Regions from separate parts of the Mus musculus genome. Here regions 2 and 3 are each linked to region 1. A link is a contact called in public Hi-C and promoter capture Hi-C data. All regions are on one chromosome and are shown on one strand. The core of a region is the stretch at or near the end of the contact, and the rest is flanking DNA. Distances in the headings are between cores, read along the strand shown.

Region 1 (4,590 bases), core at 1,352-3,851:
AAAACACTACAACAAGTTAGAATAAGGGTAGACACAACCCTCATATCAAGGTTGGACAAGACAACCAGTAGGAGGAAAAGGGTTCCAAGAGCAGGCAAGAGTGAGAGACAGCCCTCACCCTCACTATTAGGACTCCTTCAAGAGCAACAAGCTAACAACCATAACCTATATGCAGAGAACCTAAATCATACCTGTACAGCCTTTGTGTACAGCTTTGTGTACAGCTTTGGTCTCTGTGAGCCCCTATGAACCCTGCTTAGTTGGTTCTGTGGACCATGTTCTCCTGGTGTCCTTGACCCCTCTAGCTCCTACTATCCTTCCCCACTTTCTTCTTCAGAGTTACCTGAGCTTTATCTAATGTTTGAGCATGAATCGAAGCATCTGCTCCCATCAGTTGTTGCTGGAGATAACCTCTCTGTTGATGATTGGGCTAGGCACTGAGTATAGCAGACATCACTAGGATTTTTTTTTTTTTTTTTTTTTTTGCTAGTCACGTCTGGTTCTAGCCTTGGTCTCTGGGCTATCCTGAACATCCAGGCAGTAGAGCAGAGGATGTAGGCTCCCTCTTGTGGTGTGGACCTTAAATTGTACTAATCGTGGTTGGCCACTCCCATAAGTTCTGTGCCACCATTACCCAATACTTCTTTCAGGCAGTAGAGGTTGCTGGTCATGGGTTGAAGGATTTGTGGCTGAGTTGATATATTAGTCCCACCACTTGAAACCTTATCTGGTTACGAAAGAGGGCCAGTTCTGGTCCATATTCTTTATTACTAGGAATCTTTGCTAGGGTCACCCTTAGAGATTCCTGTATGTTTCCATTGTACTACGTTTTCACATCAACCCCGAATCTGTCATAAACCAAACCCCTACTATATCATTTGCTTTGGGGAATGAGCAAAAGATTGGAACCATATGGACCCATTATTAAATTCTCTCATTGTTACTCCACAATCACATATCAACTAGTTTCTTTTCTTTTATCTACTACTAATATCTGTTCACTTCATCTCATAGTCTTTGAAAAGAAGACATTTTATTTTATTTTTTAAATGCTTTTTTTAAAGATTTATTTATTTATTATATGTAAGTACACTGTAGCTGTCTTCAGACGCACCAGAAGAGGGCATCAGATCTCATTATGGGTGGTTGTGAGCCACCATGTGGTTGCTGGGATTTGAACTCTGGACCTTCTGAAGAGCAGTCGGGTGCTCTTACCCACTGAGCCATCTCACCAGCCCTTATTTTTTTTTTTTTTGTTTTTTTGTTTTTTTACAGATCCAACAAACCACATATCATCCATGGCTTACACTTAAGAATGCCATCTTATAGTAAAGACCAGCTGAGTTTATTTCTTTATGATTCAATGTCTATTTCCTAAGAATTGGGCTATGTGTAACCTGCAACCTTAACTACAAATGGCTCTGCACTGCTTCTTCCAGAAAATGGCAGTCATGCCTTTCTTTCAAAAGCTATCTTGCTATGACCATCTTGTTATATTCTGCTCAGTAACTCCCATTCAGAAACCCCCTACCACTGGGTATAAAAACCTTGTCTTCCATATGTCCAATGCTGACCTCTTGGATCCCAACCTTAGGAGGAAGGAGCCCATGAAAACAAATAAAAACAGCTTGCTTTATTTTATGCAGGTCAGTGGTCTCTTCCGCAAGCCTTTGGTGTTAACACTTCTCATTGCACATGGAGTATTCATCACTTTCTTTCTGAGACTGAGACAGGGTAAAAACAGATCTGTGTGAAATGGTAAGTGGCACAGAGACCAGATTTGAAGTTGTTAGCAGTAACTGTTCGGGGATAGGTGAGGGTGGGAACTGTATCCTGTCCAGTGCATAAGATAGAGGTTTTGGAGTAGGATTTAATTAGATGCGTAAATATTTATCAACTAAGTCTACAAGACAACTTGAATATGGGTAATCAGGAAAAAAGGTGTGTGTAGGATGGGGGCTCTCCTGTGAAGTTAGCATCAGGTCTCTCTCTTCCTCAGCCACTTTCACTTTCTCTATTAAGGCAGGGCGCCTGTCCTCATGTTTCAGGTGTATCTGCTGAGTCATTACCGCAGCTCCCATGAGAAGATACTTTTCGAATGTCTTCCTTCTCTGCCTGTACAGTGTGCTGTACACTACGGACGTGGACTTGGTGTCATAGCTTGGTGTTACCTGTGGCTTCTTTCTGTGCTGTGCGTCGGCAGTTAAGACCCTGCCTTCTGCCTCTGGTGTGAACCTTTGCATATATTATGCCCTCAACCTCAATCTAAGCACAGTGGACACTGGTGGTGAAGGTGATGGGGAGCACAAACTGCAGTATCTGCCAGCTGTTTAGGATGACCTGTGCCACAGGGCCACTTTCTAAGGCTAGTGGGTGGGGAGAGCAGGGAGTCAGGCAGGGTCTCTTCTGCGAGCTCACTGCTGACTGACTCAAAAACACCCCCCCGCCCCCCAACCCCCAGGCTTCTGTGGCTCCATCTGGGGAAATCCTAATCCTTTCCCTCTTCCTTGGCAGGGTTCCTGTCACCGGAGCGGAGCGGAGCGGGAGGCGGTGCGAGGCGGAACGCTTGGGTCAGGGGGAGGCGGGGGGGAGGGGACTCCACTAACTTTGTAGTTCAGCTTTGGGGGCCGCTGTGACATTCTGCTCTGTGCAGCGGGCAGGCCACAGCCTCTGGTCTAGAAGAGAGGGCACTGTGCAGAAGCCATCGCTCCCTACAGAGCCGCCAGCTCGTCGGGATGCAGGGAGCCACGACCCTAGATGCCGCCTCGCCAGGGCCTCTCGCCCTCCTAGGCCTTCTCTTTGCCGCCACCTTACTGCTCTCGGCCCTGTTCCTCCTTACCCGGCGCACCAGGTAAGCGCCTGGCTGGCCACGCATGCGTGGGATCGCGGCCACGCGACCTCGTGGACACCCGAGTCCGGCAGGGATGGCGGGTGCAGGAAAACCTTGCTGCAGGACACTGGCATCTGCTGCAGCCAGTGGATGTCCTAATAAAGACTTCTTTCACCCTCCACACACTCACACACGGGCTACAGTTGAGAGGCCCGAATGGAGTTGCACCACGCAGGCTGTAGCTATTCAGGTTTGCATTAAGCATCAAGTATGGCCTTTTCGTGGGCCCATGGATATGTTGCAGCTCAGAGTTCCCTCTATTTCAGGAAGAAAATTTTCTTGAATTTCATTTAGCTCAAAGAGAAATGTTTTAAGAAAATGCAGGTGCAGGATATAGGTGCTGCTCTGTGCCTCAGTTTACCTGATTTTCCTTACTAGGAAAAAATAGAAACAACAGTATTTGCTATCACAAGTTTTCGTGAGGAGCAAAGGTGATAATAGTTATGTCTTCGCCCTGTTATTTTTCTCAGGACAACAGTAACAACAGCAAAACTCAGAAGGGCTTAAGTATCCTGCTTGAAATATGGATGTAGAGAAATACAACTAAAATTGTTCACTTCAAATTTATTTTCTTTTCCCACCAGTGTCTTATTTTTTTCCTACACTGTTTTCATGTTTTTTGTAAACCAAGCAGATTGATTTGCGGAAAATAGTAATTACAATTTAAATATCTGTCAGTATTTACTTGGATCAGTGAGCGTCATAACTTCTCTGGTTTTAGGGACAATGACACAATTGTACTGCACACACATATCTGCACACTTCTGAAATGTCAACTGAAAAATACTCAAGATAATAGCATTTCCACTTTCTCACATTGAGCTTTGAGAGAACTTTCCAGAGCTTTCCTGTCCCTCTTCTGCAGTCTTCAGCACAGGAGGGGATTGGATCTTTAACTTCAGCTCATGTGATTCTACACAGGCTCCAGCTTCTCCCCATGCCAGTTAAGTTGCACTTCCAGATTTGCAGACAGGAAGGTGATTTGTTTCAGTCTCCATTTACATGCAGGGCAGGAATCGATGGACCTAACTAGTTCATTCTAGACCATTGAGGGTAATCAAGTCAGATTGTGAAACTCAGGATAATGTCTCGGGGAGGTAGAAAGGCAAGGTAGGCTTTCCACAAGAAGCTCTTTGAATAAGCCAGTTTTTTTCTGTTCACTAAATAGTATTTGCTGAAATGTTCATGCCATCAGTTGTCAATTCCTTCATACCAGAAAGACTCCAATACAGGTCTATAGGGAACTGCATCCCATAGCAGCTGATATACACTGTCATGCACTATGGAAAGATAAGAGGATGTTCTAGCTCAGAGAGGCCTATGTGACTAATGAGAGAGGCCCATGTGACTAATGGCTTCTGTTTTCTGTACCTGGACAATTTATCACTGTAGGAAAGTCCTGTCTGATGTGACATGTAAATGGGAAAATATGACTAGAACAAAATATTCTCAATGCCTTATGTATGTTATATGCCTGAATGACTGGTAATACACAGATATAAATCACAGGAAAACACACTCTACTACAACTTACTTTTCTCACTTTATAGTATGCTTTAGGTGCCACTGAAAATGAACATAGAGAATAACACACACACACACACACACACACACACACACACACACTTGGATTAGTGTGGATATTGGAGTTGTAATAGATGTGAAACCTCCCTCAGTCATAATTTATATAACTACCAATG
Region 2 (4,590 bases), core at 785-3,284, 210 kb before region 1:
ACAACTAGTCCATTCATTTTGGCCATCTTAACAGTCAACGTGGGCCCTGATGAACTGACTCAGTCCCTTTTCCTTATGAGGACAGAACTCCTTAAACACCCTTAAGCTATCTTTTCTAAAAGTTTACTAGTTTCTTAATTGTTTCTTACAGAGAAGAGATAAAGTCATTGTTTCTCCACCCTACAAAAAATGAAAAATTGTGATCACCCTTTCATCCCACTTCAGTTTTTCCTTGTTTCTAGAACTTTCCGTGGTTATTTCTTTGTACTCGGCAATGGAAAGATCCATAATCTGTTGGTGCGTGATGCATAACAACCATATATCGCAAATTAACAATCAGTTTATGTAATAAAAATGAAAATAGACACAACAACTGAAATGTGTTTTTAAAATATGGGTTGTTTTGTAAGTGCTTTGCTCTAGGTGATTTGTTTTTCTGATAATTCTTAGTTCTGCTGGTTTCCTACTTAAACAACAAAAGAAAAAAGAAATTCTCTAGTATAAAACTACTGTTCTAGAGGGGCTCTTTATAATTCTTCTTTTTGCTGTTTACTAAATAGTGCAAAATGGCCATCCCAGCCATGGATTTAATCTCTTCAAATAAAATTTTAAAACTGCTAAAACCCAATGAGTTGTATAATGTTTGGTTTTCATTTTACCATCCTGTCCTCCCAACAGTCTTTCTCGAAGTTTGTTCTGAAGACCATTGGAATTGCCCCAAGAATGAAGACCCATTTCCCATTTCAAAACCACTAAGTTTGACTTTGGTTGAAGGAGACCTAAACATTTATAATTTATCAGGTTTCTTTGGTGACTGTTCATCTTTAACTTGCAAGGTGTATGTGTAGTCCACACTTTTAAATTAGTTTAGTCATTTGTCCTTTTGTATACTCATGAGGATGTGCAGTATTGAGATTGAGCCTAACTAATAAGAGCAGGTATCAAGATACTGCATCATGGTTATAATGATGAAGCCTCCGGAAGAAAATATGACATGCATATTCAAAATTAATGTTATAACATAAAATATGCTTTGGTTCAGGTTGATCACTACCTTTTTTCACTTTTTTCACATGCAAAAAAGGGGGGTATTTAGAGGAATGAAAGGCTCTTTGTATTATGGGGAGGATGTTCAGAAGAGCTGTGTAATCCTCTGTTAATCAGATAAAGGAGAGCTTGGCATTGAATGATTCTGCTGAGATGCGGCAAAGTCGACCATTGTGACAGTTTTCCCTCTGTACAATAGCTATGATTTCAACTTATTTGTCTGAATGTCTTTAATAAGTCTAATGTGTTACATGCCTTGCTTCTGCAAGGTAGTGATGAACCTGCCTGTTTCACCTACAGGTATTTGTGAGAAATGGCAAGCTACACTGAGACCCAGGATCATCTCTCCTTAAGCTTTGGCCTGTAATGGGTACCTCCCAGGGGCCCCAGCCCCTATCATGCATGCTGTAGGTGATAAGAATAGACTGATTTATGATTACTCAATATCGGAAAGGTGTACCATTCCATTTCACAAATAGTGTTCTGCTAGATTAGAAAAATCATAAACACATTGGAGAATCTTCAGTCCAGGAACTATAAACTACTAGTGTTTTTTTTTTCAACATTTTAATTTAGCTATCTGTTCTGGATTACATAAATATAAACGAGCCTGTAATTTTTTTATAAGATAAATCAATCTCTCTACATATGAATCACTAGATTGAGCATTAGGGCATATATAAAATTGGATCTTTAAAAGATACGAAAACATTTCTCAATGAGAAAGAAGCTGCTCACAGTGACCTTCATGTTGAGCAGCGGGGGGTCAACACAGCCAGTAAATCATTTTTATTCACAGATGAGATCAACATATTCATATTTGTTTGCCAAATGTGTATTTTAATTTAAGCTTCCTCTGATTGATGTGTGTAATTTATGCTGCCTAGAACTAAGGCGTCATATTTTTCTTTTTTCCTAACTAACAGGGGGAGACTTTCTTGGAAACGGATAAAGGAAAGAGTCCAGTAATTTGTAGCAATGTGACTACAGCCACACATGCTCTAGAATTAATGTTCTTCATTAGGGTGAGTAGGATCAGCTGTATGTATACATCATGTTTTTAATTAACTCAGTCCCCACAACAGGATTCATGATTTAAACTACATTTTTTTCTTAAATCACAAAATTAAAAAAAAAATGGGTGGCACTTTTTTCACATGCAAAAAAGGGGGGTATTTAGAGGAATGAAAGGCTCTTTGTATTATGGGGAGGGTGTTCAGAAGAGCTGTGTAATCCTCTGTTAATCAGATAAAGGAGAGCTTGGCATTGAATGATTCTGCTGAGATGCGGCAAAGTCGACCATTGTGACAGTTTTCCCTCTGTACAATAGCTATGATTTCAACTTATTTGTCTGAATGTCTTTAATAAGTCTAATGTGTTACATGCCTTGCTTCTGCAGAACTGACCTGCTGCTGGTTTCATAAGGTACTACCAGCTTTAGGGAACTGCAGCCAGACAATGTGAATGCTCAAGTGAGGGGTGAGGGGAGGAACTTTTTATAGACATTTCATTCTCTGAGATCATATTAACATAAATCTGACAGTTAATCTCCATATTGCAAAAAGGCTGCCCAGACTCACTTAATTAAACTGAGAACAAACCTGCTTCTTTATTTGCCAGGTACAGTTTCTATCGTAAAAATACTCACTTTCAATTATGATGCATGACTACAGATTGTGTCAAAACCATGGGGTAGTAGAGGGTGGGCTGGTGCAATTGGGGTATGTACTCATAAATCTGTACAGGCCATTCCTTATACCATACAAAGTCCATTACAGAGGCTTCAAATTTATAAAAGTTACAATTTTGCCTTAGATTGTGATGACTGAGATTAACTTTTATAGAGAGTTGTTTGAAATTTACTTAAATTCTAATCTTTGCTGAATGTTTATTGTTTTTTTAAATTTATTTTTGTTGTTGATTTTTGAGACAGTGTCTCTCTTCATAGCCCTTGTTGTTCTAAAACTCACTATGTTGACCATGCTGGCCTTGGACTCACAGAGATCCTCCTGCCTCTGTCTCCTAACTGCTTAGATTAAAGTGTGTGACACCAGGCCAGGCAGTTAGTTATGTCTGTACTCTGCATTCAAAAAAGACCTCAAAACATGTGTTGAAAATGCCTACCAAGAAAAGTGCAGGACCTCAACATTGGTAAGCAGAATATTTCTTCAATTTCTACTTAGCGCTCTTCCATACCAAGCACAACAAGTCCTTTGTTAACCAAAGTTAATAACTTTTGTGAATTTAGAACACGCACATTCATCCAATAAATACTTGTGAAATACAATCTCTCTTCTTGGCAAAAGTGAATCCTATAAAAATTCCTGCCCCTATGGAGTTCTATTCCAGTGAGAGAAACAGGAGCAGTTTACTCCATAATGTCAAACATTTTAAGTTCTATAAAGTTATCCTATAAAACAACAGTAAACAGCCTGGAATCTATAGGGAGCTGCATGTCTAGAGAAAGCAAGGAAAGACCTCTTTGACAATCTGTCCTTTGATCACTCTGGATTGAAGTGAGGAAGCAAAGACTGAGAATTATGAGAGGTAGAGACCCAGGAAGAGCCAACTCTAGCTTCAAATTTCCTGTCATATAAATGACAGCCAGTTTTCGTAAATGAAGCATCCAGGAATGACTTCTGGCCAGCTGCTTTTAATCTCTTGGTTCTTTCTGGAACCATATGATTCAGGGCTCCACAATCTGCACTCCTTTCAGTAACACTGTCTTCCAGGCTCCTATGGGAATGACTCATTAAGTTTTGATTGCAGCATTCAACTACTTTTCTAGCCAAAGTTCCAAAGTCTTCTACATTCCTCCAAAGCACAACACAGCAGTGGGATTTTTCACAGCAGCAATTCCAGTTCTGGAAACAACTTTTACACTAGCTACGTTTTATTGCTGTGATAAAATTCTATGACCAAAAATGACTCAGAAGAAAGAGGTTAATGTGGCCTACAGTTACAGGTAGGGAGACAGACATGGTGGGGAAGCCTAGAAGTGTGGGAAGCCACATGTGCCGTTGCAGAGTGGCACTGACTACTGCTGGCCACCACGCATAAGATTGGACAAACAACCAATGTGTACATATGCAGTAAAGTTTTTTGCAAAGACACTGCCTGGCCCAGGCATGATAATGAGGTTCTGTAAGGTACTGAGAGTATAACCAATCAGATGTGAGACATGCAAATGAGGTATGATAATGAGGTTCTGTAAGGTACTGAGAGAGAGTAGCCAATCAGATGAGGAACATGCAAATGAGGCTTAGTGCATAACCAATCCGGGTGTGAGACACGCCCCTCCTAGGCCTATAAAAGCAGCACCAGTTCTGGGCTCGAAGTCTTTTCGCCTCTACAATCAAGCTCTCCCAATAAACGTGTGCAGAAGGATCCTGTTGCAGCGTCGTTCTTCCTGGCCAGTCGAGCGCGCGCAAGATAGAAGTAGGGGTACAGAATTCATTTCCAACCACAAATACAAGACAGAGGAAATGAACTGGGAGTGAATTGAGGCTGCAGTCTCATAGCCCTGTCCCAGTGATGTATTTT
Region 3 (4,590 bases), core at 1,096-3,595, 180 kb before region 1:
ACCTTTAATGTTAATGTTTATTTATAATAATTCATACAATCTGTTTAATTGTTCTTTCATTCCCCTTTTTTTGGCAACATTTTCTCATTTTAATCATTTATATTAACTTACATTTAGGTAAGCTAGAAGGTACCTCCTTATAATATTTGTAACAAATGCACAGAATATTTCCTGGATTCTCTTATACTCATATATTTGCTGTTATATTTACAGACCTAAATTACATCGTAAACTGTTCCTTACTAAGACTCCATTTCCTTTTACCTTGGGCTTAGGATAAGTCTGTGGTTACCATGATTTAGTTGTTTAATAAGAATCACATTGCCTCCTCATCCCCAAACCAGGCATGCTGTTTTCACAGTGTCATTCCCTAGAGGCTATTTTTTTTTAAGTCCTAAAGCCTCAGTTGGACAGACTTTGGTATGTTCCTTTTCACTAATATTAACTGTTTAATTATATGGACTTTGATCATGTTATTTTCTTTCTTTAACTCTAAAACCATGATTGGCATGAGAGCGGTATACTGAATTTCCAGGTGATTTTTTTTTCTTACTTTACATTCTTTGAGTACTTTATTTGAGTTCTAAGAACATGCCAAATTTACCCTCCTACTGAGAATGTATTTTCTGCATTGAAATTATAGTCTTCATGACAATTCCATTTTAAAACTACTCATTAATTTTAAAATAGATATACAATTTATGAATGAATTTTTGTATATGAAATTTACATGATTTAAAGCTTTCTTTCTGATTCCTAAGGCTTGTTTAAAGTCAGTCCGTGGCTCATTAACTGGTACATCTTGCTGCTCATCCCACGGACTTCTCAGATCTTCTACATCTGTTGTGGATTCCTTGTAGTACAGTGAGGGGCTAAGGACAGGGACATGAGTTAAATCATCAACTGAGACACAGAGGAGCCATTTAGACTTAAATGTTCTTGTGACAGTTAGTGTTCTAAAGGTTGGCTCAAGTAATGGTAAAATTAATTGACAATGTATAAGGAAAGACATCAACAGAGCCTATGAAAGAGCTGTGTAAGATTCTTTACCGTAGTAAGTAAAATCCTTAGCAATACCTTGACACTAGTCGTTGATATATAAGTATCACAGATTATTCCAGAAATGGAGGATTTATAGTTACTATAATACACTTGAAAATTAATGTAACTATGACCTTATTGCATCATGAGTCCAGAGAATATAAGGTAGTGGTTTTTAACTCGTGGGTTGTGACCCACCCCTTTGAAAGGTCAAACAGCCCTTTCATAGGGCTTGCCTAAGATCATTGGAAAACACAGATACCTCCATTACAGTTCATAGCAATAGCATAATTATAGTTACAAAGTAGGAACAAAATGATTTTATGATTTTGGGCATTGCCACAATATGAGGAACTGTATTAAAGAGTCATAATATTAAGAAGGTTGAGAGTCACTGATCTAGGACATGACAGACAGTCTAGCCAACTGGAAAATTTAATATTAACACCTTCAGCCTGGTTCAAAAGATGGACCTCTGTGATGAGGTACTTGACTCTACTAAAAAGGACTTGGATCCATTCCTCAACATCACAAAAACAATATCAATGAAAACCAAGCAAAGAAACAACACACTAGAAATCTTGTCTCTTCTCACATAGAACCAATAAGCTGTAATGTTCTTTAAACATTGTGATGCCAGCTGCAGGTTCCTCTGTAGGCTCTAGCCTCCCATGGCGAGGTGGTTTCCCAAGCTTTGAAAACATCCACTTTTAGCCCATTTCCTAGTCTACGTTTATGGTTCTTATATGTAGGAAAGAGGCTGAAATTGTAAAAAAAAAAAAAAAAAAAAAAAAAAGTAAGATTTTCACCCTTCTTCCTATGTTTACTGTGACCATTTGTGTTCCTTCGTTCCTTCTGGGGTGAGTATTTTCCAGTTTTAGGTGAGAGGAACACTGGCAGTTCCTGGAATTTACTGACTTTCTCATGTCTCACAGCATCCTTCCTGTGTCAGCCCTTTAGATAGTAAGATGAACAGAACTGACTCACATCTGCAAAGCTTCCTTAGCCAGTGCCCCTTGTGCTACCCGATAAGAACTAGGATGGCTAGGATCCAACAAAAGGGGAAAAAAGGCTCAGCTCAGCTAAGGTTATTTTAGTGGTTTTGTTTCCAAATATACAAAGGAGCCAAATGCATTTCACATACAGTGCCCTCCCCCCATCCCCCGCTTATATAAAGGAAAGACTTTGTTTTTAAAGAGGGGAAATCCACCTCTGAAATTGCAGAACACTGACACAGCATCATCTATCTTGGCAAAAGTTGACTGAGCAGATGATGTAGATCCACTTAACTTGGACTCAATCAAAGGCTTTGCTATTTTCATTTCACAGGCCAGATGTAGCTCATCATCGGTTGGAATCAATTCCAGAAGAGGTGTTAGAGTCTGGTGGTCCAAAAGAAAGTCTCTTCCAGGCACTGAAAAGAGCCACAAGGAAAATGAATATGATCTCCAATATCCCCACAACTGAGGTAGTCCAGTATTCAGCTCAGACTAAACAGTTAGATAAACTAGAAGAGACCCATTTTAGGATTCTCCAAAGTTAAAAAACTTGTAGTCTTGGCCACAGTGTCTACACACTGTTTTTCTGGGAATATGCCATCATATCAAAATGGATGGTGGGGTGAAATAAATTATCATGGGAAAAGATACTTGGGTTTTCAATAGATAAAACAAAAACAAAAAAACAACAACAAAAAAAACATTAGAAACCAAATACAAACTCAAAGCAAGGCTAACTAGGTTGCTTGAGTCATCTCTACTGACTAGAATCCACATACCAAATGCCTAACTGCTCCATCTTGTAGAGAAAACAAAACAAAACAAAACAAAACACCCCAAATCAAAAACCCAATCAAAAAGCAACAAAATCTCAAATGCTTAATTAACTGAATTAGGAGGAAATGAATCAATATTTTCTAAAGCAAATTAAAAATCATGAGGAATTTGTATGTTAATACACATTTCAATAGAGACACCTCATTCTCAGAACTGCAGGCTCTCCAACCTGATTTTTTTAAAACACATATTGAAGTTTTACAGATTAAGAAAATTAGATAAACTACCCTCAATGCATTGTTATTACCTGATAGGAAGTAGGACTGTAAGAAATTACATTTTTCACACATCTTGGGGAAAAAAAAACCCTCAGAAAAAAACAAATCCAACACAACTCTAGCAGAAATCTAATACAGAGAAAATACTCTATAGTTCCTCACAAGATAGAATGGCTTATATTCTCAATGAGAATTTAAAATTCTAACCACGTATCTGAATAGTTAAGGCTGCTGCTGGCATTATGGGTAGACTTGTGTCTTCCCACTTAATGATGAAAAGTAAGGTCTTGGTCTTATTGAATTAATACAGTATCAGTTGGATAGACTTTTAATCTAATGGACTTTCCCTTTTTAAAGAGAGTAACATCAGACTAGTATACAGGGAAAGTGCCATATGACAATTGGAGTTATGTTACTATAAGCCAAGTGCTGCCAGGGATAGAAGCAATGCCTGAGATAGATCCTGGTAACAATTCAGGCACTATCTTAATTTTAGACTTCTGGACTCTAACTCTGGCATTGACACATATTCACAGTCTAGCCACTCTGTTTGTGAAGCTTTGTTCATTATTAATTAGCAAAATATTAGAAATGAGAAGCTAAATGGAAGGCTTTGTAAGGTCTGCAAAAGGAGGTATAGTTGCATTTCATAGAGAAAGGACAACATAAAAAAGTTTGTTTTTTTTTAATTGAGGGACAAAGAATAATAAGTTAAAATGAAGTAGAGTCTCATGGAAACAGTACCACACCAATTCAAGATATACAGATTCCCCCAAAGGTACAATTCATTTGATTTTAATATTACTTTTGATTAGCCTATCAGTTACACATGTTAAGTGAGACATCATGTTATCTACATTTATGCAGAATGCAATAAGCACATGCAATAACCCCTTTCTCGTGAACTCCAATATGCTTTAAAATCCCCAATAATCATGAGACTACTTTAGTCAGAAAATGTCCAAGAGTAGTGTTGTGTGACACTGCTGAGTGTTTGTGAGAAAACTCCAAGGAAACAAGGGTCTTGTGATCTCAATTTCTTCAAAACACAGACTTGCTCTTGGAATGTGTTTTGTGATACTCCCAGGTATAGCAGATAGGAGTGGGTTTACTTCAGTTGTTCAAATGCTTCTGGAAAACATCTTTTAAAGGTGTGTGGCTTGTCCTTGTGATTAGACACTTTACTCAGGTGACTCTTTTTAACTCTCAGAGTATAACTTGCCTGATGCTCTGAATAAAGTGGACTATTCCATGAGACTTTAATTCACCTCATTTTTAGGTCATATTCTCCTAGGTTCATGCCAACAATTGGAGTGGTAAAACATGCTTTCCAGTGTATTTTCCCCCTTTCTGTATATGAAGAAGACCATCTGCCATTTGCCTTTCTGCTTGGCTTATTTCAGTTAATGTACATATTGTCAGTTTCACCAATTTTGCTGCAAACCAGAGGATTAAATTCTTTGTGGCTGACTTCACAGTGTACACATAACACATTA

The links. Promoter capture Hi-C pulls out the DNA fragments that hold promoters and counts their contacts. Hi-C and Micro-C count contacts between places; a contact is called where the count stands out from the background.
Region 2: a contact with region 1 is called in a Hi-C map of forebrain, with 3 times the contacts expected there. The contact joins the enhancer-like site here to the promoter of Cyp7b1 in region 1. A contact is called at or near these places in 4 of 39 promoter capture datasets (the 3T3-L1 cell line, hippocampal neurons and liver), 7 of 484 Hi-C or Micro-C datasets (adipose-derived mesenchymal stem cells, forebrain and liver), 3 of 115 datasets of contacts at active chromatin or transcription factors (embryonic stem cells, kidney and liver) and 3 of 9 other capture datasets (adipose tissue, embryonic stem cells and liver).
Region 3: a contact with region 1 is called in a promoter capture Hi-C map of hippocampal neurons, with 3 times the contacts expected there. The contact joins the enhancer-like site here to the promoter of Cyp7b1 in region 1. A contact is called at or near these places in 5 of 39 promoter capture datasets (the 3T3-L1 cell line, the C10 cell line, hippocampal neurons and 1 more) and 2 of 9 other capture datasets (adipose tissue and liver).

The regions. Positions count from the first base shown.
Region 1 is chr3:18,241,349-18,245,938 of GRCm38.p6, reverse strand. Cyp7b1 (cytochrome P450, family 7, subfamily b, polypeptide 1) reads left to right here and starts at 2,601. Exons shown (of 6, transcript NM_007825.4): 1 at 2,601-2,851. The coding sequence starts at 2,736.
Region 2 is chr3:18,451,580-18,456,169 of GRCm38.p6, reverse strand. It overlaps Gm30667 (predicted gene, 30667), which reads left to right. Exons shown (of 6, transcript NR_166207.1): 2 at 1,974-2,072. Among named protein-coding and RNA genes, the nearest start is that of Gm30667, 7.5 kb to the left of the region's middle. Within about 2 kb of position 2,034, at least 16 of the 459 cell types and tissues checked have an H3K27ac peak or open chromatin away from gene starts, as enhancers often do. A contact at or near this core is called in forebrain, where this site is marked.
Region 3 is chr3:18,419,841-18,424,430 of GRCm38.p6, reverse strand. All of the region lies in intron 2 of Gm30667 (predicted gene, 30667), which reads left to right. Among named protein-coding and RNA genes, the nearest start is that of Gm30667, 39 kb to the left of the region's middle. Within about 2 kb of position 2,345, at least 8 of the 459 cell types and tissues checked have an H3K27ac peak or open chromatin away from gene starts, as enhancers often do. A contact at or near this core is called in hippocampal neurons, where this site is marked.